4 separate regions of the Mus musculus genome follow, and regions 2, 3 and 4 are each linked to region 1. Evidence: chromatin contacts called from public HiChIP or PLAC-seq and Micro-C data. All regions are on one chromosome and are shown on one strand. The core of a region is the stretch at or near the end of the contact, and the rest is flanking DNA. Distances in the headings are between cores, read along the strand shown.

Region 1 (3,543 bases), core at 32-2,531:
CAAAGTGCGGCATAGTGGACTGTGCCAGCAGAGGACTCCCACCCACTGGGAAAGACATCTCCACAAATCATGGTTGCTGGAAGAGGAAAGCCAGGGACAGGAAACAACCTGTGACTCTCAAGGCTGCAAGCACTGAGGAGGGGGGACTCATCTAGGAGCCAAACTCCTAGTCCCCCTGCCATGGGTCCTTAGAGCCAGGAGCACCCCTTATGGGACTGCCAGCCCATCAGCTCTTCACACCTGTCATCAGTTCCAGAAGAGAATGAAATGTCAGGCATGGGGAAGGGCAAGGGGCGGTGACTGCTTCACAGGTACAGAGCCTCACATTCGGGGACATGAGCCACTTCCCTTTCTTTTGACAATTTGATGTTAAAATTTTATAATCATAGCCAGGTGTTGTAGCAAACACCTTTAATCCCAGTGCTTGGGGTGCAGAGGCAGGCGGATCTCTGAGTTCTAGGCCAGCCTGGTCTACAGAGTGAGTTCCAGGACAGCCAGGGCTACACAGTGAAACTCTGTCCCAAAAGAAAAAAAAAAATTACAATCATTAAAATGTATCTGGAGAGGAGAGCACACGTCATACCACAGTCCCTGTGGAGAGGCCAGAGGACAACAAGCAGGAATGGTTTCTCTCCTTCCACCATGTGTGTTCCAGGGCCGGAATTCAGGTCCCAGGCTTGGCAGCAAGCACTTTTATCCACTGAGCCATCTAGTCAGCCCTTCAGTTCTTTTTATTTTGGTAAAATACACATAACACAAAAGTTACTCTTTGAGCCACATTGAGTCTGCAGTTCAAGGTGTTTAATCCACACTTGACTTTTTGAAAACAGAACCTCCTGCCTCCACATCCTGCCCAGGCAGGCCCGGGGAGGGCTGAGCAAGACAATCGCTTGGCTGAGCAGTGAGGAAAAGGAAACAGGAAGGGTCCGGAAGGAAGCGGCTTCCCAGCAGCCTGCTCAGCCCCACCCAAGTCCTGACCAGCCTCAGCCTCCTCCAGGAAGAGTCACCATGCCTCACCTCAACAACAGCTGGGGCTTGCCCCCACCCGCCCCCGCCCCCACCCCCGCCCGCCCCCGCCCCCTCCAAGCAGGAAGCATGAGAAACTTCCCTGGCCTCCACTCTAGTCAAAAGGCAGGTATGGTCAACTTGAAGAGTCCAAGGTTCTCATCCATAAAGTGGGGAGCAGGTGAGAGCTGGATTCCCCAGCCATTCTGAGAGCTTATGTAAAGCAAGCTTGGAGATGCTACCAAGCAGCTTCCGGTGCCAGCGGCATCCCGTGTCAACAGCTTCCGGTGTCAGCGGCTGCTAGCGATGTCACGTCACGGCTGTCATTCTGGCATCTTGTGTGTCCTGGCCGTGGGTCTCGTCAGCATCCCTAGACCAAGTCCTTGAGCTTCAGTAGAAATTCACAGGGTTCACCATGACTCTGGGACCAGCTCATGGCTAGCTCTGTGGCCAAACAAGACACAAGACTGTGAGGGACAAGAGGGGACAGGCAAGGCCTCTGTGCTCTGCCAGACTAATAAACAATAAGTACATTCAGGTGCTTGGGAAGGGTCAGTCAAGCTTCCTGGGGACATGAATGAAGGCGGACAGACAGAAAGATCCAGAGTGGAACCACCGGGCAAAGGCCAGGAGGTGACAAACACCGTGGAATATACAGGAAACAGGACGCAAAGGGAAAGGGTAGGAGAGGGAAGGGTCTGGGGGAGACCAGCGGGTGGGCAGATCAGGGTTTGTGTGTGGCCCAGCGCCATTTTGGCTTTCCTTGTAGGTAGAAGAGGCTGCAGGAATACTTTAGAGTGCTGGCCTATGGTCAGAGGAGACCTGAAGTGTGCAGGCACCACCTCAGGCAGGCATCGTGGGAGAAAGACTTGGAAGAGAAAGAGGCTTCTAAGTGGGTGGGGGGAGCTGGAGAGGTGAACTGGTTAGCAGAACAATGTCCCAAGCGTAACCCCTGGGGCACACAGATGGCTTGTTTCACAGCAGAGAGGAACAGAGGCAGCTCACCAGCCTTTGAGCCGGGGGTTTCTTCTAGTTCATCCGAGTGACTGAGGGACTCTGAGATGGGAAAGCAGGTAACTGAAGAGCAAGCAGGGCCAAAGATCAGGAAGGTAGTCAGGGGGTGGGCTCTCTGCTTGGAGAAAGGTAAGGAGGCTGACCCTTACACACACACACACACACACACACACACACACACACACACACACACGGGGGGGGGGGAACAGAAATAGAAAGAGACTGCAGAAAGAACCCACTGCTAACACACACATACAAGGGGGGGGGACAGAAACAGAAAGAGACTGCAGAAAGAACCCACTGCTAACACACACACACATACACACACAGAGACACACACAGACACACACACGAGAGAAAGAGAGAGAGAGAGGGGGGGGGAGATAGGTGGGGGGGTGGAAGAGACAGAAACAGAGACTGCAGAAAGAACCCACTGCTAACACACACACACAGACACACACGAGAGAGAGGGAGAAACAGACAGAGTGACTGCAGAAAGAACACAGTGCTAACACACACACACACACACACATGCATGCACAAGAGAGAGCCTGCAAAAGGAACCCAGTCCTCTCTCTCTCTCTCTCTCTCTCTCTCTCTCTCTTTCTCGTGTGTGTATGTGTGTGTGAGAGAGAGAGAGAGAGAGAGAGAAGCAGAGACAGAAATAGAGACTACAGAAGGAACCCAGTGCTAACACACACACATACACACACAAACACATACACACAAGAGAGAGAAGCAGAGACAGAGACATAGAGATTGCAGAAGGAACCCAGTGCAAACACACACACACACACACACACACACACACACACACACACACACACACACACGAGAATCTGCAGAAGGAACCCAATGTTGCTGCACACCTTGAATTCATCCAGATTTGACCTCTGACCTGTAGAACTCCGCTGTTGTTTTATGACACTAAATCTGGAGTGATTTGTTATGGTAGCCATCACAAAGGGCTGCAAGAGGAGAAATGGGGGTGCGAGAGGACAAAGTCCGTGCCCCACAGCGCTGGGGCCAGAGCCCAGGAGGGCCTCATGGGAGAGGTTGCCTGAAGGCAGTAAGAGAGGCAGAGGATGCTTGGGCCAGAGAGGTTCCCCACAATTGCTTGGATCTCATTTATTTCAAGCATCGAAACAACCACGCCAGAAAAGCTTTCCTTACTAGAACTAGCCAGGCAAAATCAACTGAATTTGAACCTCACTGGTTGAAGTTAAGGTGGGCTGAGATGCCCAGGGCCAGGAGGTGTAAGCAGGGAGCCTGCGCGTTCACAGTCATAAAAGATGTTCGCCTGTGGGTTTTTCCTGTAGAAGAGACAGTAGGTGGGGCTGGTTCTGATCCTTTCCCACCTCTCTCCCATTAATTTTTGTTTGTTTGTTTGTTTGTTTAATCCACTCTTCAAGCAATAATGAGGAAAGCGAGGTGTCCAGCAGGCGGGAGGCGCGGCTCCCAGCCTCTCCGCCTGGCTTCGTCTCTCCACCGGGCTTCGTCCCCCACCGCCTCCCCGTCTTTGTC
Region 2 (3,249 bases), core at 248-2,747, 210 kb before region 1:
AAGGCAGAAGGACTGGCAAGAGAGGAACCCTACACATGAAGGAGAGGCTGTTATTCATCCTCACGCGTGTGCACAAACACACAAACACACAAACACACAATGCCACTCTGTCTAGCAATGGGCAGGGCCCTTGAGGCCTGGTGGCCTGGCTGGAGGATTTAACAATTTAGGGACCATCCAGAACGCTCTGTCTGCAGCAGAGGGTATATGGGACTAGTTGGTGACTTGGCCTGGAGAGGTGGCAAAGACCTGCAGACCCTACCCCAACTCGCTCAGCCCATTGCCCATGGCACACTCTGTCCCTCTAGGGTTGGTGGCAGCAAGCCAGCCTCCATCCACATCAGGGTTGGTCTCCAGTGTCACCGGTCTCCCTGAACCTCCAGTAGTCTGCTCCTGCACCATGTTTGTGAACATGGTTGTTCAGAAGGGGCCAAAGAGGCAAGCCATGAAGTGTGGGCTGGGAGCCCAGGAAGGACTAAGAGAGCTAGGGAGAGCTGGAGGCTTGTCCTGGCACCCATGTCGCTGAGGATGGGGTGGAGATGAAGAGAAAGGGTTGGAATGAGGTGAGGTCTTGGGAGCACACGGGCAGGAGACTACAGAGTTATGGACTGAATCTAGGCAAGCAAGGGCTCTTTGAGAGCGGGACTCCAAGGTGGGTTTAGGAATGAAGAAAGGGCTTCCTTGGAAAGTGGGCAGGGCACTTTTAAAGAACACTCTAGGGTTCAATTCCCTGACCTTGGAGCTGGGGCAGGCCTTGTGTGCGCACCTCTCTCAGAATCAAGGTCTCTGGGAAAAGCTCTTCAGCTGGAACCCTGCGTATAAGAAGCTGATGAAGCCTGAGCCCCCAGTGCTTTCTACACGGTGTGGTGGGTGTGGGGTGTGGCACCTTAGTTTCAGGGCCACACCTTCCTCCCTCCACCTCAACTCCTGGGAACTGCTAGACAACATTAGACAAAGGAGGTTTTTGCTGAAATGCAAACAAACGTTCTCTGGCCAGTCCAGCTCCTGGCGCTTGAGAATAGAATTCTACGCTGGACATTCCTTATGGGGGTGAGGGAGCTCCTGCCACTTCTCCCGTTTCTCCCTGCTGAATCTGGCCCTTCCTAGTGAGCCAGGGTTAGAATCTAGCTCGGGTCAGAACCCCGAGAAGGCAGGGAGAGGGGACCTGAGTCTTTCTGCTTCTCTCTCCCCACAGTCCTGGGACCACAGAGGCCCGCAGAATGGGGCAGCTGTAACCCCAGCCTGAGGACGAGGAGAAACTTGAGTGGCAGCCTAGGGTTGGGCGCTTCCAACAGAGGTGGGAGGAGGGGCTGTTTGTTCAACCCCGAGAGAGGGCGGAGCTGAGATTTCAAAGCCTTCACCATTTGTTAGCCTTCCCTGGGCCCAGGCTGCATTCCAGACCTGAGGGGGTCCTGCCCCTGAGAAACCCAGGAGACTCTAGTTACAGCCCAGCTGCGGAGCCCTGCCCAGCGGAAAGTCTGGTTCCTGCTTCTGGCTCCGGTCCAATTCCCACCCCCTACCGGACAACGGCCAATGCTTGCTTAGGCTTCTGGAGGAGACACACACCACTTTGCAGATAACACCGTCTGGGATTCCCCTGACCCCCAGAGTCTGAAACTGCTGCTACTGCTGTGGATCTGATCTCTGCCTAGCCAAACCTGGTCAGGAATTTGCAGGAAGGGGGTGGGTTGGACTGATTTTTTTCCTGCACAGCCCAAACCATGCTTTACTTTTTGAGATGGCATCTCATGTAGCCCAGGCTGGCCTCCAACTTGATCATTGTGAAGGTGACCTTGAACTTCTGATCCTCCTACTTCTACCCTTCCCATCTCTAGCATTGGTAGTACTCGGCGTGTGCTGTCCTGTCCTTTCCCTGTGCTTCCCCGACAAGTGGCCAAGCAAACATGTATGTGTGCATGTATACTTGGGGAACCCTGCTGGACTAGGAGTACAGTCTCTCTCCAAACCCCCCAGGGCCTGGAAACCAAGCTTACCCAGTATGCACTAAGTGCAGTCCAAGGAGAGGGGGAACACGGGAGATTCAGACTCTTCTTGTCTCCTGGCAATGGCTGGCTAACGGTGCTGTGTTCTGGGTCAGCGAGGCAGGGACTCAGTGTAGTAGTGCTGAAGTAAAGACATAATTAATGGACACAAGACCATGGATTCCACATTCAATTCCCAGCACCCACACAGTGGCTCACAGGATCTGCAATTCCAGTTCCAGGGCATCTGACAGTCTCTTCTGATCTTCTCAGATACCAGCCATAGACCTGATACACAGATCAGAAAGCAAATAAATATTAACTACAAAACAAAAAAACCAAGACTCTGGGTTCAAGTCCCAGCTCACAAGAGCCCTCTGAACTAGTAGGGGTTGGGACAGGACCAGCCTTGAACTTTACGCCTGCTCAACCTCCATCTGCTTCACAAATACAAGTCTCAACGCAGGGGACCACTGCCTTAGGCAATGGGAACTTGAGACTGAATGTCTGGGGGCAGGGACACACCTAGGCTTGGCCTTCAAGCTAAGAATCAGGTTTGTGGGATCCAAGGTAAGGCTGCCCCTTCTAGGACATTCCCCAAAGGTCTCTCCCTCTAGCTGGCTCCCCTACCATTAGCTTTGCGGTCAAGTTTGTTGGTTATTTTGGGACAGAAACTCATGGATCCTAGACTGCTTTAAACTTGCTACATAGTGGAAGGGAACATAGTGTTTGTGTGTATGAGTGCAGGCCCTCACATGCCACAGGGTGTGTGGAGGTCAGAGGGAAACCTCGGGTTTCATCGCCTTCCATCTTGCTTGGGGTGTGGTCTCTCTTGTCAATCACCTCTGCATAACGGATTAAGGTTGGCTAACAGAAAGCTTGTGCTGGGATTCCAGGCGCATGTACGGCTGTGCCGGTTCTTATACGGGTTCTGAGACCCAGGTTCAGAGACTTATGCTTGTCCCCAAGCACTTTACCCTCCAAGCCATCTTCTTAGCCCCCAACTTATTTTTTGAGACTGGGGAATTCATTGAACCTAGAGCCCAGTTGGCAAGGCTGGCAAGTCAGTGAGCTCTGGGGGCTTCTCCTCTCTCTGCCTTCTCAGCCCTGGAATTACAGATGTCGTGCCACCTGGATTTTCCATGGTCCTTATGTGTCCCAGGCAAACACGTTCCTAACCAAGAGATGTCCCCTGCACCTTGTGGCTTGTGGCTGCCGGGCGTAAGGTGCATGCCACCATGCCCGTTTTGTGCAAGGCTGGGGACAG
Region 3 (3,301 bases), core at 36-2,535, 230 kb before region 1:
AGTGACCTCAGGAGATAAGAGGGACAGGAGGGAGAGAGAGAGAGAGAGAGAGAGAGAGAGAGAGAGAGAGAGAGAGAGAGAGAGAGAGAGAGATTGTGCACAAGCCTGCAGGCTAGGCATACACTGGCTCTTGCCTCCATGACCTCTCTGTGACCCCCACCTGCACAGCCTGGGCCTCTCCACAGAATAGGAGGAGGGGCTGAGATCTCCCAGTGTCTCCAGGGGACCAGTGCACACCGCTGAACAGCCATTCTGTCCAACATCCCCATCCCCCAACTTTTGCCTGGGTCTTGCCTCAGGCCAGGCAGAGGTCAGGGAAAGGGCTGCCCTCCTCCCGCTGGCTGAGCACGAGACACCTCCTACTGTGTTGCTTTGAGACATTCACTCCACCTCTCTGACCTTAATCCTGGGCTACACTGGACTTGCTACAGCGGTGTAGGTTAGAACGGGCTTCCTCCAGCCTTGACACAGTGGCTGGGCTGTAGCTCATTGGTGGAGTGTTTGTCGAGTGCACAAAGCCCTGAGCAGCTTTTCGGGCATCTCATGAACCCATCGTGGTAACAAGCACCTGCGATTCCAGCACTAGGGAATTGGAGGCAGGAGAGTTGAAGTTCAAGGTTATCCTTGGCTGCATAGAGAGTTCAAGTCTCTGCTTGCCTTTTATCTCAGCGCTTCCCATCTCTGTGAAATTGAGACAGGCTTGGTTTACAGAGCGGGTTCCAGGCCAGCGCGAGCTACCTAGGGAGACCCTGTCTCAGACAAGACTCTGAGCGGAGGTGGTGGACAAGCTTTTCTTTCCTCCTTCCCACATTCAGGACCCTGCAGAATGTCCCTGAATGTCCCTGATATAGACTAGGATGGAGCCATGTGTTCTTCTCTAGGTCTCTAGGCACTAGGTGGTCAATGTAGGCTTGCTGTAAGTATCCAGGGGTTCCAATCCTCCACTCTGGGCCTCAGTTTCCTTAGCAGGCATCTCTGTCATTGAGTCCCTTAGCTCAGAACTGGTGCCTTTGTAGTCTCTGCCACACGCTCTCGGACAGTCCCCTCTCTTGAGTTTTAACCTCCCTGAGGCCTGGGGTCCGACTTTCTCCCTTTGCCTGTGCCTTCTCTCTTGGTCTTCCAGCTCCTGGTCACTAGAGAGGGACTTTGAATACAACCCTGTGCTGGACAGAGTCAAGCAGTCCGGTTTCTCTTTGCTTTTTTGTGATGCTAGAAGTGAACCTACTTCCTTTGCATACTCAGGCAGGTGCCGCACCTCCCATACAAAGGCAGTTCTTAGTGTGGCCTCAAGGCTTAACACAGCACAGTTGGAGCCTTCTCCATCTCTTCCTGAAGTGCATGCCCCAGCTCCCTGTCCGTTCCAAGACCTGCCTGCTCAAAGGTCACTCATCCCTAGCTTCTCTCCCAGGGGTCACATAGCCTTAGCCTGGCATCTCATACATCCAGACCATCAAAGTTAGCCAGCCTCACCTACTGTACCCCACCCAACCCCCGTGAGGCCTCCATATCTATTCTGCCTTGTTCTTGGCTCCACCGGGTACTGTGTTCAGCATCTTCTCTCTCCAGGGCAGAGATCTTTGAGGTTACCCTAGTTAGCTTTCGATTCCTATGATAAACACCATGACCAAAAGGCACCTGGGGAGGGACAGGTCTATTATTAATCACACTCCATCCCTGAGGGAAGCCAGGGCAGGAACTCGAGCCAGAAACCAACGCAGAGGCCATGGAGGAGTGCTGCCTGCTGGCTTGTTCCTCATCTCTTGCTCAGTCTGTTTCTTACAGCTCAGGGGTCGCACCACCCACAGTGTGCTGGGCCTATGACACCAATCACTAAGAAAATGCCCCACAAGCCAATCTTGATGTTCTATCTTCTCAATGGTGCTAGCCTACTACCTGCCCTCAGGGAAGGGCCTGTGTTGGCTGTATCACTTGAGACTCATACCTCTTCCATGAGTTTTGCTTCTGGGGGTTGGGGGGGGGGGAGCCTGTCCTAAGGCCTAGGAGGAATCCAGTCTACACTTAACTACTGTGTGTCCTTAGGCAGAGCTCCTACCTCTCTGTGCCCTGGATCCTCATGTATAAACTAGAGATCATGCTGGCCCTGATGCAGGGGCAGGGGAGACGCTCCCATGGCTCATGGCATCAGGCTCAGCATAGGCAGGTAGCTGTCACCTTCACCCTGCTGTGATGTTGATGAAGATGGAGGACATGGTCTCTCCAAGGGCATGCTGCATCTGGTTTGCTGTAGGCCTTAAGAGAATCTGTAGAGAGTACTTAGAGGGCCTGCCTGGAGGGGGTGAGGAGGTAGGGGTGGGGTCTGTGCATGTGAGTATGTGTGGAGCCAGCAGGAGAACCTTCAAAGGGGGAGGGATGGAAGGGAGGAGGGGTGGAACGGAGGAGGGAAGAGGGATGGGAGATAGGACGGAGGAGATATGGAAGGGAGGAGGAAGGAGAGGGAGGAGGGATGGAAGGGAGGAGGGATGGGAGGAAGGAGGGATGGGAGGGAGGAGGGATGGGAGGGAGGAGGGATGGGAAGGAAGAGGGAGGAGAGGGAGGAGGGATGGAAGGGAGGAGGGATGGGAGGGGGAGAGATGGGAGGAAAGAGGGAGGAGAGGGAGGAGGGATGAGAAAGAGGAGGGATGGAAGGCAAGAGGGATGGGAGGGAGGAGGGATGGCAACAAGCTGGGAAGCAGTGCCCAGCTGGCAGTGCAGAGAGGTCTCCAACACGGCTGAAGGAGAGAGCAGAGAGAGTGGCAAGAATCCCTGAGGAGACACTCTGGGTCCTGGGGGCACACAGTTTGAGTCAAGGGCTTGGGCTCTGGAGACTCCAGTTGGGGTCTGGGCTGGGGTACAACTGAAGCACATCCTAAATTCAGGGTCCTGGGATAGTGCCTGAGCTGGACAGCCAGTACCACTTGCAGGTGGTAGCTGTTCCCACACTGTCTCCACACAGTGGCCCTTCCTCTGTGGGTGTCCTGTGTTCCTCCCTTCAGGAAAACCCAATTCTGCCGGGGCTCCTCTTTTGTTTTTTTGTTTTGTTTTGTTTTCGAGACAGGGTTTCTCTGTATAGCTCTGGCTGTCCTGGAACTCACTCTGTAGACCAGGCTGGCCTTGAACCCGGAGATCCACCTGCCTCTGCCTCCCAAGTGCTGGGATTAAAGGCGTACGCCACCACTGCCTGGCTCTTGCCGGGGTCCTCTTACCATTTGAAAACAGCATCTCGTTAAGGACCCCACAGTTCAGTTTGTGCTTCTGTAACAAACACTACTGGCAGGGTGGTTTACACACCACAGATGCTGAC
Region 4 (3,402 bases), core at 228-2,727, 160 kb before region 1:
CCATGTCCCAGCTGCTTGGGGGGTTGGAAGCCAGCTTCTGGAACATCTGGGGGTCCCTCTACTCCTCAGCCCCACTAAGCCTGCTCAGCTACACCTCCAAGGTGCACCCAAGCAAACCCTTCTTCCAGCTATGCCAAGAAGACTGGAAATTTCTACTAAGCAGCTGGTTCTGGCTTGATTTCCACTTTGCTTGGCAGGAGACCGGGGAGGGGCCAAGCTGCTCAGCCCCAGAACAGGCCCTGCATTCTTGAAGTTACAGTCAGGGGTCACTGGGAGTGGGGCTTGTGGGGCCTGGTAAGCCTCTCCGTAAGAATGAACAAGTGGCCCCATGCTGAAAGCTCACCTCTGGGTAGGCCTTATGCTGTCTGGACCAGCTGGGTCTCTAGAAACTTTATATAGGGAGGCCAGATCTGTTACTAAGCTATCTCAGGCTACCTTCAAGGCTCTAAGAGAGCCTGCCTGCACAAGGGCAGAGCCCAGAGCCCCTAAGGGGAAAGTCCACATGCTATACAGAGATGGGTCTGACTTGGTGACAGGCCAGAAGGTACTGCACAGTTACTACTGGGCTGGAGGGGATGGTGGTCGGGGCCTGGCTGGGTACCCTAAGGGAGAAGAGGAGTATGGGACATGGTGGCTTGATGGGGAGACCAGCCCTGATCCCTGCTAGCACATAGGAGATTCTTATGCACAGAACCAACACAGAGGTCCAAAGGTTCTGCATCCTGGCTGCTGCGGGAAGGCTCTAGTTCTCCCTCTGGTAAATCACAAGTCTAAGCACTTCTCGCCCACCCAAGCTAGGCTTTGGCTACAGAGACCTGAGTCGGATCAGCTAGTGGCCCAGTCACTCTACTCTGTAGGCCCTGTGTGCCATCAGACCCAAGGACAATGGAGAAAAGAAAAAAGGAGAAAAAGGAGAGTTTGGGAAATGTTCACTGGGCACCAACTGCCAGCAGAAGGAAGGGCTCTCTAGGCCATTAAAAGGGATTCACCAGTCTCTCTCTCTTTCTCTGTCTGTGTCTCTCTCTCTCTCTGGCTGGAGGAAGCAGTAATGCCTAGGGAAAGGCCAGCCAGGGACTGGAGGGTACCAGGCCAGGATAGAAGAAACCACATTGAGGTGGGGGAGGGGTTCCAACCTGTGGGGAGATGACCACAGGGTGTGAAGGGGACGAGCTAGGATAGAAGAGTGTACAGGGATCCATTCTCTGGGAAGGCACCAGCTGGGGGTGGGAGGAACTAGGCAGGGACAAAAGACCACACTAGGGTGTGGGGGGGACCAGCTTAGGGTGGGAGGGACCACCAGCCTGGGGTGAAGGAGACCAGCGGGGAACCTAAGAACCTCCCGGGGGTGGAGGGGGGCCGACTCCGCCCCCGCTCGGCAGGCGGCTTGCCCGGGGCGCTGCGAGCAGGGTAAAGCTTCAGCGGAAAGGAATGCCTGGCTCGGCGGGGGCGGCCGCGCCCGGGGCCGGCCTGGTTCGCGCAGCTCTCGGGGCCGCTGGCGCCGCCGCCCGGGCTCGCGCCGGATCGGGGCGCGCCTCGCAGCGGGGGTGCGCGCCGCCCCTCCCCCATAACTCAAAAGCTTGTCAGGCCGGTTCCAGACTCCTGGCGCCGGGCTCTGCTCCAGGAAAAAAAAAAAAAAAAAGGAACGAGAAAAAGGAAAAAGCAAGCGAGGGAGCGAGCAAGGCCCGCGGCGCGGAACGGGCTACCCACGCGCACATCCCGCGCGCCCACTCTAGGGACAGGGCGCGCGACACTCGTTCATCTCTACCGCCCCAACGATTGTTCAGTGGCCCCGGCGGGGAGGGGGCGCTGTGCAGCCCACAGGTCCTCGAGCGCTTCCTCCGGGGCCTCGTGGGTCGGAAGGCGTCCCCACGCCCGGGGTCCTGATGTGAGAAAGCTGTTTCGGGGCGGGTTCCAGCAGCATCGTGGGGGTAGCTGCGCAAGAGGCGGCTGCGGACCTCCCAGCTCGACCGCGGAGGGGACGGGGTGACGGGGGCGTGGGAAGACCCGGCCCGGTGCTTTTTCCTTTTTTCCCTCCCATCAACATCCTTCTGCGAGCAACTATGCCTAGGGTAGAGAGCCGACTAGGAAGGGGTTAAGGGCAGCAATTTAGAGAGAAAGCTGAGTCCAAATCTCTCCTGCTGTGTGGCCTTAGGCCAGGGGCTTGCCCTTTCCACTTCCTCTGGAGGGGAGGGAGGAGGGGCTTGTCTAGAGCTTGACACTGAACACTGGAGTCCTATCTTCGGTGGGGTTCCCATTTTTTCTTTCCACCCTCAACTTCTCGACCCAAATAAGCTTAACCATCTGAGAGTCATTCTCAAAGCCAAGACAGCCCTGGGAGCCCTCACTTCCGGCTGGTCTTTCAAAAGACCATGTATTGGGGTAGTCAGGGACTCTGCACAGGCCAGTGATGTCTCCTGCTCTAGGCCACTCTAAGCTTGTCTCCCTGCTTTCTGCCTGGATTCTAGAGTCAAGAAGGCAGGATAGCTCAGATAGTTACAATTGCATTTGGCCTGCCCAGGATGCCCGGAGCGTTTTCTATCCAACAGGGCTAAAATTGAGAAGGCTCCTGTCTCCATACTAAGCCTGCACAAGGCTGGCCTGTATCTGATGGGACTGGAAGACCCTGGGCAGACTCGAGTTTGTGGCCTGAGTTGTGGGGGAACTACTGGGCTGTGGGATTCTGTGGGGCCTGCTTTTCCAGGGGCCAGCAGTTCAGCTTAAGAAATCCACCACTCAAGGGGTGTGGTAGCACACGCCTTTAATCCCAGCACTAGGGAGGCAGAAGCAGGTGGATTTCTTAGTTCGAGGCCAGCCTGGTCTACAGAGTGAGTTCCAGGACAGCCAGGGCTATACAGAGAAACCCTGTCTCAAAAAACCAAAAAGAAAGAAAGAAAGAGAGAGAGAGAGAGAGAGAGAGAGAGAGAGAGAGAGAGAGAGAGAGAAAGAAAGATCCACCACTCCCTGGTCATTCAGGGGGACAGGACCAAGCTGAGGCACAAGCCCACTTTGGACCCCCTAAGCAGTATGCTAAGTGGCCCCATTACAAGGGGCACCTCTCCTAAGAGACACATCTCACCTCAGCCTTTGCTACCAGAACAATCTGCAGTGTTCCCTTCCAGAGACTTTTGTGTCCCCAGGCACAAGCCAGTGAGGCCTTTGTTGGTGACCACACTGTTCCAGACTTGCTTTTTTTTAAAAAAATAATGATACTATGTATTTTATGTACGTGTGTGCTCGTGTGTCGTGACAGGTGTGGGGAGATCAGAGGACAACTTGGGGGGGTCTGTTCTCTCCTACCATGTGGGTTCCTGGAATCCAACACTGGTTGTCTTGTTTGAAGGAGGACCCTTATCCTCTGAGTCATAGTGCCCCACCCCTCCCCCATCAGCTTTTCTATTGGTT

What was found. A called contact is a pair of places that touch in the nucleus more often than the background predicts. HiChIP or PLAC-seq counts read pairs in DNA pulled down with a chosen protein or histone mark.
Region 2: an H3K27ac HiChIP or PLAC-seq map of embryonic stem cells shows a contact between it and region 1, with 4 times the contacts expected there. The contact joins two enhancer-like sites. A contact is called at or near these places in 3 of 484 Hi-C or Micro-C datasets (bone marrow-derived macrophages and embryonic stem cells) and 9 of 115 datasets of contacts at active chromatin or transcription factors (bone marrow-derived macrophages, embryonic basal ganglia, embryonic midbrain and 1 more).
Region 3: an H3K27ac HiChIP or PLAC-seq map of embryonic stem cells shows a contact between it and region 1, with 5 times the contacts expected there. The contact joins two enhancer-like sites. A contact is called at or near these places in 1 of 15 datasets of contacts at CTCF or cohesin (large pre-B cells), 13 of 484 Hi-C or Micro-C datasets (bone marrow-derived macrophages, cortical neurons, embryonic fibroblasts and 5 more) and 27 of 115 datasets of contacts at active chromatin or transcription factors (T-cell acute lymphoblastic leukemia, bone marrow-derived macrophages, cardiomyocytes and 15 more).
Region 4: a contact with region 1 is called in a Micro-C map of embryonic stem cells, with 2.3 times the contacts expected there. The contact joins two enhancer-like sites. A contact is called at or near these places in 11 of 484 Hi-C or Micro-C datasets (CD8 T cells, Th1 cells, cerebral cortex and 6 more), 21 of 115 datasets of contacts at active chromatin or transcription factors (bone marrow-derived macrophages, cardiomyocytes, a colorectal cancer cell line and 13 more) and 1 of 9 other capture datasets (embryonic stem cells).

The regions. Positions count from the first base shown.
Region 1 is chr2:30,545,384-30,548,926 of GRCm38.p6, reverse strand. Gm31585 (a long non-coding RNA gene) reads right to left here. Exons shown (of 3, transcript XR_374225.3): 1 at 2,889-3,543; 2 at 2,011-2,082; 3 at 1,083-1,449. Among named protein-coding and RNA genes, the nearest start is that of Gm31585, 2.7 kb to the right of the region's middle. Within about 2 kb of position 1,281, at least 72 of the 459 cell types and tissues checked have an H3K27ac peak or open chromatin away from gene starts, as enhancers often do. A contact at or near this core is called in CD8 T cells, Th1 cells, bone marrow-derived macrophages and 3 more, where this site is marked.
Region 2 is chr2:30,756,734-30,759,982 of GRCm38.p6, reverse strand. No RefSeq gene overlaps it. Among named protein-coding and RNA genes, the nearest start is that of Gm39783, 13 kb to the left of the region's middle. Within about 2 kb of position 1,497, at least 173 of the 459 cell types and tissues checked have an H3K27ac peak or open chromatin away from gene starts, as enhancers often do. A contact at or near this core is called in embryonic stem cells, where this site is marked.
Region 3 is chr2:30,776,430-30,779,730 of GRCm38.p6, reverse strand. All of the region lies in intron 3 of Gm39783 (a long non-coding RNA gene), which reads right to left. Among named protein-coding and RNA genes, the nearest start is that of Gm39783, 6.5 kb to the right of the region's middle. Within about 2 kb of position 1,285, at least 26 of the 459 cell types and tissues checked have an H3K27ac peak or open chromatin away from gene starts, as enhancers often do. A contact at or near this core is called in embryonic stem cells, where this site is marked.
Region 4 is chr2:30,706,291-30,709,692 of GRCm38.p6, reverse strand. No RefSeq gene overlaps it. Among named protein-coding and RNA genes, the nearest start is that of Gm14488, 13 kb to the left of the region's middle. Within about 2 kb of position 1,477, at least 297 of the 459 cell types and tissues checked have an H3K27ac peak or open chromatin away from gene starts, as enhancers often do. A contact at or near this core is called in CD8 T cells, Th1 cells, bone marrow-derived macrophages and 3 more, where this site is marked.